2 separate regions of the Columba livia genome follow, and region 1 is linked to region 2. The links are chromatin contacts, called in public Hi-C maps. All regions are on one chromosome and are shown on one strand. Each heading gives the region's core, a stretch centred on a gene start, on an enhancer-like site or on the middle of the called end of the contact. The rest is flanking DNA. Distances are from core to core; before and after follow the strand shown. Region 1 holds the start of CSK (C-terminal Src kinase). Region 2 overlaps EDC3 (enhancer of mRNA decapping 3).

Region 1 (5,123 bases), core at 1,082-3,581, 39 kb after region 2:
CAGCTTTCCTCTGATGTTCCTAGCCCGTGCTTGTGGATTCTCTGTTGTCTCCTACATCCAAGGCAGTAACCCTCCCCTTTCCCTGCCCACTGTTCATCCAGCCTGTGCTGCCTGAATCCCTCGGAGGCACCAAACCTGCTGCTCAACAGAGACTAAATCAGCCCGTGGCTGCTGAGAAGAGGCAGATCAACAGGGCGGGCTGTTGCCCATGCTTTGCTCCGTTAAGCAAAGGAAGATCGCCTGGTCGGGATTTTATTCTCAGCTCCTCCTCTCTTGCATTTTTTTTGCTTTTCCTTTTCCTGCTGATTCCCACCAGCTGAAGGGCCCCCTCTCCTGGTGCAAGGCAAGGAGGTGGCCATCCACCTCTCCTCCACACCCATCCTTCCAGCGAGGGCATCACCCACCCTCAAGCCAAGACCCTTCCTGGGAGAAATCCCATCTAGGACATTGCACAAAGCCGCGCCCAGAGGATTTCTCTCTGGATCTCCTGCATGGCCCAGCCTCAGGGTCCTTCCAGACTTCTAGCTACTGTCACGCAACAAACTTGCTCGAAATTCCCACCCGCTGATGGAAATACCCAGAGGGAAAAAAACTGAGTCTCACCTTCTTTCTCCTAGGTCCCTGGCCTGTGCCTGTGAGTGTGCATGGGTGCAGCGATGCATGTGCAAGCCTGGGTGGGTGCAGCGATGCGCGCATGGGTGGGTTTGGGCTTGCATCTGTGGGAGCATTTCTGGTGCAAACAGATGCAGGAGCTGGTTTCGTTTCCTCCCAGAACCACTCTGCTCAGGGGCTGCGCAAAGATGAGCCCATTCCTCACCTCCCCGCTGCTGAATAAACCTGCGAGTCCCCAGGGGAAGCTTGGGGCTATGAAGGTCCTGGGGTGCCTGACTCCAGCAGTGGGTCCCAGGCTCTTTCCCACGCGTTGCAGGAGCAAGGACATGCTCCCCAAATATAAGACGGGCTTTGCAATCCACCCCCTGAGCCACTGGAATCTCCTTCTCTGTGTCCCCTCACCTTCCCTGTTCCCTGCAGTCCCCCTCACAGACTTCTCCATCAAGTCTTCTTGGTCCCCTCATTCCAGGGAGAGCATCCTCCCTTCCCATCCTAGGACTCAGGCTTGTTTCCTGAGCCCCCAAAGCCCCTTATCTAGCAGGAGAGGGGCGAAGGCAGGTGGGAAAGGTTCCTGCCCCCACCCCAACCCTTGGGAGTATCTTACTCAATGCAGGGAAGTCAGCCACAATCTCTTCCCACGCAATGGCATTCTTCCCTGGGCTACTGGAGCTGCTGGCACTGTCCCCTCTGGCTGGGCTGGTTTCTGGTCACCCATACCTCAGTGGGAGGGATGCTGAAGCATGGGGAGAAGCAAGAGGTAGCCAAAAAGTGAAGGGAGGTGAGCGCCTGGGCTTCCTGCTTTGCCGTACATGGCTGCGGCAGCGCCAGGGCAGGAAGTGACAGGCACCTCCATGTTGTGAGGTACCATCGCGCTTCGGTGTTTCAGCAGCCTGTGGAAGAAAGCGGGGGGTCTCTGGTCCCCGCCGGACCTGCTGCCTGGGCCCAGCACTCGTGAGCCTGCACTCTTCCCCAGGGATGGATGTGCTGGGGATGCAGCAGACACCTGACCACCTTGGGGGATAAGGAAACGTGCCATGATGTCCAAATGCCATTTCCCCTCTCCCATCACTCCTTCAATCCTCTTCACTTGCTGGAACAGCCCCTGACACCAAAACCACATTTTCAGGGAGGCCAGAGCCCAGGCAGCTGCCCGCAGTGAGGTGCTGCCCTCACCCCATGGCCTCCCAAAGGTGCCAGTGAAGCCCGGGAAGGAGACATGGGGAGGTGCCCAAACGAAGACTACCCCTGCTCCCTGTCCCCGCTGCCACAGCCGGAGCCCCCACCCTCACCACTATTAGCATCATCATAATTTTTGCTATTACCGTCATTGTAGTGATTATATTATAGAACGGTATGCTTTGGCTTGGAAAGGACCTTGAAGAGCATCTAGATATTATATCACATACATCATGATATCATGTCATATTATTTTGATATTTAAGCATTTTATTATTGTTTTATTATTATTTATTAATGGGTTATTATTATTTATTGTTGGGTCACTATTATTTGGTGTTGGTTTTGTATTACTACGTAGTATTAGTACTACTTTGTGCCCACGCAAGTACCCACCGAGCAGGCGCCCTGGCCCATGCAGGAACCCAAGCGAAGGCGCGGGGCCGTGTGCCGCTGTGGGTCCCAGTGCGATTCCCGCTGCGGGTCCCGATCCCGGTGCCGGTTCGGGTCGCGGTGCAGTTCCCGGTTCGGGTCCCGGTGGCGGTGCGGGTCACAGTCCCGGAGCCAGTTCGGGTCGCGGTGGCGGTGCGGCGGTCCCCGGCAGGTGGCGGCCCCGCGCCGCTCCGTACCGACCCGGGCCGTGCCGGCGCAGGCGCGCTGCTCCGGGCGCTCCGATTCCGGGCGCCGCTTCCTTCCAGCAGGCCCGGGCGGACCCCGCGCCCCTCGTCCGGCCCGAGGTGCGCGGCGGACGCGCCCGCTCTCTCCCCTTTATTCCCCTCGTACCCCCACGCCCCCGAGCCCCGCCGCACCCGTTCCCCGCCGCACCGGGATCGGCCCCGCCGGGCGGCGGCGGCGGCTGCTCCGGCGGCTCCGGCTTCCTCCGCCCCTTCCGCCCCCCCGCGCCCCCCCGCCGGCCCAGCCGAGCGCGGAGGCCCCCGGCAGCGCCGCATGGAGCAGCCGGCGGCGGGCTGAGCCCCCTGCCCGGAGGGAGGTGAGTGCCGTTCCCCGGCCCCCGCCGCACCGGGGATCCCCGCTGCCCGGGGAGGGGGGGGACACGGCATCGGGAGGTGCTCGCCCACCCCCCCCCCCAGCCCGTATCCCTCTGTGTTTGCGGGGGGATGCGGATCGGGGGCTGGGAGCGCGGCGTAGCGCAGACAATGGGGCCTGCGGGGCGGGCCGGGGGCTGCGGGAGGGATGCGGGGGAGGCCGGCCGCCTCCGTGCCGCTTGACCCGCTGGGTGACCCCATCACGGGCCGCTTCTACTCCCGCTCAGCCACTGTCCCTAGGGACCCCATCATTCCTCCGCCGCGGGGGCTGCATCCTTCCAGCTCCGGGGATGGAGCGAGCGAGGGACCCCGCAGCATCCCCTTCCCCCGAGGAGACTGTCGCCTCTGTCGCCTCCCCCAGACCGGCTCCCGGGAGAGGGGGCTGCCTCCTCTTCCTCCCTCTCCATCCCCATCCCATACAAAGGCCGGGGCCGTTTGGGTACCGGGAGCTGCTGGCGGGGTTTTTGAGAGCGGTTGGGGTGGAAGGAGGGAGCTCAGTTCGGGCGTCAAAATGGGCTGGCAGCAATGGGGTTTTATTTTGTCTTTTCTTTTTTTTTTTTTTTTGGTCAATAAGGCGGTGACGGGTTATTTATAGCAGTGGCTGTTGGTCGTAGGTTTATTGAGAGTGAAACGGGCTGTGCCATTGTGCGGAAAAAAAGAGTAAAAAGAGATTACAATTGAAGGTGCGAGAGCAGGAGGAGGGGGACGGCTGCCTTCCCCCCGGGACCAGGGGATTTTGCCCCCCACGTTCCTGTGGGGTTTGTTCCCACCAGACCCACGCAGGAGCTCGTCCCAATCATGGCAAGGTGGAGAGTGGCTGGGGCGGTCCATGGCAGTGCGGCAGAGGGATGCAGGAGGTTTCAGGAGCATCCCTGGGAGAAAGGGGTAGTGGTGAAGCAAAGCCTCAGGATGGGGAGCAGCGCTGGGATAAGCCCCTTGGGCTTATCCCCTGTGAACCCAGGGAGTTTTGGGGTGTGCTTTGCCCTGCAACTGCTGCTTCCCCCTATCTTTTCCATTTTGGGTGGGTATTTGCAAGAAAAGCTTTGAGTTGCATCCTGGTGTGCCCCAGACTTACGCTGGGGCAGCTTCCCCAGCAGCCGCTCCCCTGCACGCCACGTGCCCATCCCTGGGGACACCCTGACACCCTCCGGGACCAGGGACTGGGATGCTGGGGCAATTTGTGGGGTAACAAGGGGGCAAAATCACCTCGATGAGGTTTTTTTGTAGGAAAGAGGTGGACCAGGAAAACCCCTTGGCGATGGGGAGGCCGGGAGCATCTCTGCAGGCCTCCACCTGCCTCTGACTATCCCCCAGGTGCCTTCTGTGGTCTGAACAGCAACATCTTCTCTTTTTCTTTTTAAAAGAAGAAAAAAAAAAATGAAGAATAAAGGAAGCCATCCCCCTTTCCCATGGCGGGGCACGCAGTTGAGGCTGGGTTGCGAGACCAGCAGCAAAACCCTCCGTTGTGAGCGCAGCCAGCTCGCTGATGAGATAAAGGAGGAACGTTTTTCTTTCGATTAGAGTAATCATAGATGTAACATGTAATAACAGGCGATAAGATCTTTTGGAGAGAATGAGGATGTTGTCTGTTTTGGGGTTGGTTTTTTGTCGAAGTTTAAAGAAACTCAGGTTGTTGATCGTTGAGATGCTTTGGTGAGGGTGAGATGGATGAGCAGAGAGAGGTGGATGGGGATGGTGCCCACACACCTCTTTCTGACGGGAATTAAGCTTTTCTACTGTCTACAACTAAACTTTATTTAAAACAGGGTTGTCCTAACTGATACTGGGCAGGATCTGCTCCCCGTTACCCTCTGGCTAATTGGGTTTGAGATGGAAATGGAGCATCTTTCCCCCAACCCACCCTGTCGTTGAGGATGGGGAGTTTCCAGGAGGAGTGAAACCTTCCCCTGGCAAGGCAGAAAACAGCCCAACCTGGCGCTTGGCTGTGCTGAATTGCTTGGGTGGCTCCCTGCCTCTTTCTTTTCATTATTCTTTATTTTTTTCAAGCTGACTTCTGCTACTACGCACCCCCTTTGGGGAAGCACCTCTGCTTGAGGAGAGAAGGGGCCATGCCGATGTTTTCCTGGCGGGGAAAGCAGGGGATGCTGCCTTTAGGTTCCACATCCACACCGGCATCGCTGCATCCTTCTCCCACCTCAGCATCCCGCAGGGAGAAGCCGGGATGGCGGAAGCAGACGCAGGCACGAGGCTGGGGCCGGCCTGGGTGACAACGGGTGACGCGCTCGGCAGGAACCGCTGGCTGTCACATGAGGCCACCGCAGGCAGCGG
Region 2 (5,719 bases), core at 2,807-5,306:
CCAGATGCTGCTGCTGAGCTGGCTCACCAGCCCAGGGAAGAACTGGTGTTCTCTCTCCACTATAAAAAGACCATTTGCTATTCCACAAGGTGAAAAACAGGTCTGTTTTTCTGGAATCTGCCAGCTACCTCTGCTATGGAAAGGCAGCTTGTGTGCTGCACTGCTGCCTGCCCCACCGAGCTCTGCAGGGCTCCCTGCACTCACCTGCTCTGTACCGCAAAGTCCTCGGTGCAAAGTATTTTATAATCTTTGATAACAGGCAAGTAGCTCAGCCAGCACAGCAGAGCCCCCTCTACCCCTCATAACACAAAACACTGTGCAGTGCCCTAATTCCCAGCTTTGTTTCTCCCAAGAAGTTTAAATGAAACAGGTTTGAAAAGGACAAACAGAAGCCAGCTCTCTCCCAGATGCTGGAGCATCAGCTGATGATTCCAGGGTGCACTAAAAGATGTGAATTTTGACAGCTGCTGGGACCAGTTCAGCAAAGCCGGCTGCTCTGTCTGAAGCAGCAGCTGGACACTCATTTACTTGCGGTTTCGATACGCTGAACAAGGCAGGCCCTTATCCTCAGAGAGCGGCTGCTCTGACTCAGATCCATACAGCAGCTTTTCTGTATCTGTTCATACAGGAAACATCTGTACCAGCACAAGTGCTCCACTGTTGAACCTCTCGAGTCTTCTGTCCCACCAGCCACCTGCCTGTGGTAGTGCCACTAGATGGTGCCACCAAACTGGGCAAGTGCTGGGGAGCTGAGCAGCGCAGGTCGGTGGAAAGCAGAGCTGCCCCTTGCTCGCTTACCTTTAACGCTGGACACTTGCTGGCCTTGCGTCTTGCTGAAGAGGTTCAGCTCGTTGGTGATGGATTCCAGCATCTTGACAAAGTTGGGCAGGAAAAGGATGACATGGACATCGTGGTTGGAGAGGTGTCGGCCGCAGCTGATCCCCTGGGCCCCCTTCACGTGGGGGCCACACAGCAGGGCTACCGTGGGCCGCTGATGCACATTCTTCGGGTTTAGCCTAAAACACAGACAAAAAGGGGCTTAATAAACCCAAGAACCTCTTACCTTCTTCCTGTAAGAGGGAAAATAAGAAAAAAAAAACCTCTAAAATGCAAATTTTCAGGTGTTTTGCAAATCTTCCGTTGCCTCTGAGAAGGAACCCACATCCTTTTGCAGCGCTGACGCTAGAGAGCTGCTCTGCTTGCAGGTTCCCGCCAGGCTTCCTTGCACCCGCAGCAGAGAGCACAAGGTCTTGCTCTATCCTGGTTCGGCACACAGCCAACTTGGACTCTCAAAGCAGGGGGCATTTTCACTGCTCATGCAGCAAGGCTGAAGCCAGTGCAATTCCACTTTTAGGACGCATTTTTCTCTGCCCCTCTGATTTTAGAAGAAAGCTAAATATACAGCCTTAAAAATATGGGGTGAGTTACCCCATCAGCAGAGCCACAGTTAAAAAGAAGAAGAAAAAATACTTTCTACTCCTTAAGCCTCATCAACTGCAAAATAAAGTGGATTTATTTAAATGTCTTGCAAGCCATCAAGGGTGGCGTACAGTCGGATTTTCAGCTGATAGGTTCAGTGCTGCCTGGTGTGTTGTCATTCACTGCTCTCGATCAAACGATCAGGTCCTGGACTGCAGGTAGGTACTGCTGCATAAACAGATGGATATCTGTAAGGGCTCACCTTCCATCTCAAGAGCAAATCATTTGGAGCATCTATCAACAACATAAAAATACACATGCAATTGTCTGCCTGCATCAACAGCTATGGTAAGTGCAGGCACAGAGCGGACCTCTTCAAAAAAGTCAGCACATATTCATGCAAAGAGCAGTAAGTGCACTCCAAACCTGCTCAGAAACTGAGCCTCCAAAAGAGCAGAATATTCTCGGTTTAGGTGTAGAAAGGTAATTCAGCATTGTGGAAAGCTAAGCAGCACTTCGTTTTCATGAGCTGACTTTTGGTTTTATTGACATCATAAAACTGTACCACATAAAAACAACAAAGGAAAGATTTACTTATTTGCTAGAAGGAGCAGCTCGTCAGAAATTCTGAAACAGTTTACTCTGCAAAGCTCAGTTCCCTGAAAAACATGCCCAGTAAGAAGAGAGAAAAATCTCAGCTCTGTTCTGTCTTTGACCCAAGAGGCACTTCTGCTTCTGGGATGCAGAAGCCAAAGAGAAGCCCTTAGTAAGCCATTCATCCACATTGGTATGTTCAGCCAGTTCTTTTCCAGAGAGGCTAGAGTTGGAAAAAAAAAGCAATGTGAGCATGGAAACCTCCTCTGAGCAATCCTCCTGCTTCAGGAGCCTGCGCCTCACACTTGTTGTCACGATTATTTGGGAACAGGCTGATGCATGAGTTACAAACACACGTCTGCACGGTGTTGGGATGAGTTTTCTCTTTGAGACGCAGGGAAGGCAGAGAGGTGACAGCTGCGGGACTAGCAAAGTGGCAGCGGGCATCCACATTATACTGACTTCAAAAGTAACCTCTCAGCCTTTTTACCTCACCCCCACTTAGCAGAACAAGATAAGTCAAGCTCTGCTGAGTGGCAGCAAACCCCCAGCACAGGAAAAGGTTTACCTGTTGGGTCCTCCAAGGAGGCTCAGGGCCATCTGACTCGCACACACTCCCGTCATCTCCAGCCTGCGCTCCAGAGTCAGCCCGTGCTTCTCAGCAACCGAGAGCAGCTTCTTGTGAAGCTCGTAAGAGACGCTTGGAACAACCAGCCCGGAGTCTAGGGTTGAAAGAGAGGCTCTCATCAGAGATTTTTTCAGAATGCCATGGACTGGTAAAGTTTTATATGATAGCACTTAGAAACAATGACGGTGAAAAGGCCGGTTAGCTGTTACCAAGGGTCTGCTTAACCCAGTAATTCAGGTTCCTTCTGAGGCCCTCAAATGAATCCAGCCAGATCACTCTGAGTGAAGCAGTGACAGCTAAACACAACTGCTGGGCTTGAAATAATGGACATTTCCACAAAAATTCAGCAGCCAGCTGGCAATTTTAGCAACATGTGGACTGAGAAGACTTCTTTGACTTACAGAATTAATATTAAGATCTTCCTTAATGGTCTCCAGGCCACCAGTACTTTAACCCACACCTATATGAGTGTTCTTAATCTCTGTGAAAGTCAGAAGAGAAGCTGTGAACCAGATACTCCCACAAAAAAAAAGCCTGGATGCATTATGCTTCCTGACATTGGACACCTGTCCCAACCTTCCAGCCCCTAATCCACATATCACAGCAAAACAAGACATCCCACATTTACAGGGTAGGTGTCCCTACCACCCGAGCTGAAGGGCTGGCTGCAGGCACAAAAGCTGCACCACGATACACTGAAGCAGCAGGGGAATATTGCAGCTGAAAGAATAAAGTCAGCAAAAAAATACTTCCCAGACATTTTTGACAGCCTGGTCTGCGAGCCAGGAAATGCTCCAGCATGTGGATCAAGAGAAAACAAACAAGAGAGGTTTTGTTAAGCGCTGAGACCAGTGCCTGCAGTAGGCAGCAATACGAGCCTTCCTGCTCGCTTCTACAGCAAAGCTGCCTGGAATCAGCAGGTAAGAGAAGCACAAACCTGAATAAACCATTCTGGCCAATTCGTTATATGTTCATTCTCCAAGCAGGCCAGGCTGGCACTGACTTCACAGAAATAAACCCTGCAGTAACACACGTCAACTCTCCTACAAATAAATACAGGGGATTTCTTGCCACCAAAATGCAGCCTAGTCTGAAGTGAGCTCCAGCAATTTTTTGACAGTGTGTTGAGTTGTGGAGGACAAGAAAACTGAAAAGAATTTCTCATGGTATATGGAGAAAGAAGTACAAAACATCAGTGAGAGGGGAGAAAACTGCTGCAGCAGCCAGCCGCATATCCCTGAATATCTTCAGCCACAGAAATCAGCCTCTTCATCCCAGCTTTTTTCCAAAATAATTCTGATATCCATGTCCCTTCTTCTCTTGAAACATCCTCCCCCATCGTTCACAAGCACCGCTCCCAGCTAAACCAGCAATCCCAGCAGAGTCCAGCTGTACAAGGCCCTGGGAATTTACTGGGAAATACACTTAGCTCCTGCTCTGCAAGACAGGGAGGTGACACCTTCACACTGCCATCAGCTGCTCTGCCGCTGAGCTCGGGGTGACGGCGGCCAGCAGGGTGCTGAGGGCAGCCCAGCGCCCAGCAGCACGGCAGGACTGGGATCGCCCGCGCTAATGGGAAAGAGTCGTGGGAACGTGACACGGCCCAGCAAAAACGCTCTGCAGCAATACGAGCTCAAAGGGGAACAGCTGCAGCATACATATCCGCTCGGAGAGGAAACCTCGCAGGCTCGGGCTCTTCTGCAGGCAAAAACCAGAGCAAGAACTAGGTGCAACGAGCAAGTGCCACATTCAAATGAGCAAAGCAGCGTGTATTTTGATTGTGAGGAATTATTTGTGCTGCCGTATTTCCCCAGGGTGCCCCGCTCACAAACCGCTAAGTCAAGTTACAGCGGAAACGGCAGGTTTTGCACATCTTGAGGTTTTCAGAGTCAAACTGGAGGTATTCCTGCACGGTAACAGTAAAAAGTTGTGGAGAGCAGATCCTGCTGAATCCTTCTAGCCTTTATTTCTGAACTCACCGGCTAGTGCTTTGCTGATACAGAGGGCCCAAACGTGTTCACACACTTGACCTTGCATGCTAACTGCCAATTAAGCTCTCGCCGCTAACAGTCTTTCATTACATGCAGCACACATGCGAGCATGCACATTATCAAAGTCCTTTCTGCCTCCTGATAGCAGCCGATGAACATTTGGAATCATAAGTCACTAATAATCCTAAACCCGCCCCACTAGTCACGCACCTGCCCTGCGTTCACACACCCTCTCAGCCTCTGGAGTCACGCAAGGCTCGGCTCTGCCCCTTGCCCATTCATATTTTTGTAACTTCATCAGGTCGTGCTTTTTCAAGCTTGAGGGAGGACGTGGAATGAGTGACCTGAGGTCAGGATCTCTGCAAACAGTTTGACAGCACGCAGCTTCCACTAACCTGAACCAGGGGGCTCCCAAACTGTGGGTTTGCTCCTTCCAAACTGCAGGGCCACAAATTCCCAGCTTAAATTTTGCACAAACTCCCAAGTCTATATTCATACCTGTCCAATTTTGCACAACCGTCACCAGTGGCTTCTCTGTAACCATTTACAACCACGTCCCCCAGACCAAGAGCTTTTGCAAGCCCGCATTTACCATCACCTAGATGCAATCCAGTGCCCAGTGAGTTAATGCAAAGCGGGTTACTGGGAGGCATGAGATGAACTTGCATTTTGCATGCCAGTGCTACACTTTGTCCTAATTGCTCCCTCTCAAGAGCAGGCTTAAATGCCAAGTGAACTTCCCTTCTTCGCACTCACGCAAGGTCCAACCAGTCAGACTGGCTTATCAAAACCAGGTCGAGGGAGTTAAATAAACTCTGGCAGAAAGTGTAAACCCACAAACAATAACACTACTGCAACAAACCTGAACTCCTGCCAACTTTAATTATGTTTGGGTTGGACAGTGCATCTTTATTGTTTGGTAATGAAGGTAATAAAATAAATTAGCTCAGGCCTTTTAATATTAAATAAATGTATTTTACAGCTGCCTGGAAAAGAAAAAGGCAGATCCAGACTAAACAGTTTCGTGACACGCAGAGTATTGCTGAAGCCTGATTAGACACGAAGTATTCTGTTTATGAGGCACACT

Evidence for each region. A called contact is a pair of places that touch in the nucleus more often than the background predicts.
Region 1: a Hi-C map of crop shows a contact between it and region 2, with 3 times the contacts expected there. The contact joins the promoter of CSK here to the enhancer-like site in region 2. A contact is called at or near these places in 2 of 2 Hi-C or Micro-C datasets (crop and liver).

What each region holds. Positions count from the first base shown.
Region 1 is chr11:19,362,632-19,367,754 of bColLiv1.pat.W.v2, forward strand. It overlaps CSK (C-terminal Src kinase), which reads left to right and starts at 2,332. Exons shown (of 13, transcript XM_065077051.1): 1 at 2,332-2,779.
Region 2 is chr11:19,321,710-19,327,428 of bColLiv1.pat.W.v2, forward strand. It overlaps EDC3 (enhancer of mRNA decapping 3), which reads right to left. Exons shown (of 7, transcript XM_021283356.2): 5 at 2,582-2,735; 6 at 799-1,016. Among named protein-coding and RNA genes, the nearest start is that of CLK3, 15 kb to the left of the region's middle. Within about 2 kb of position 4,057, at least 1 of the 3 cell types and tissues checked has an H3K27ac peak away from gene starts, as active enhancers do.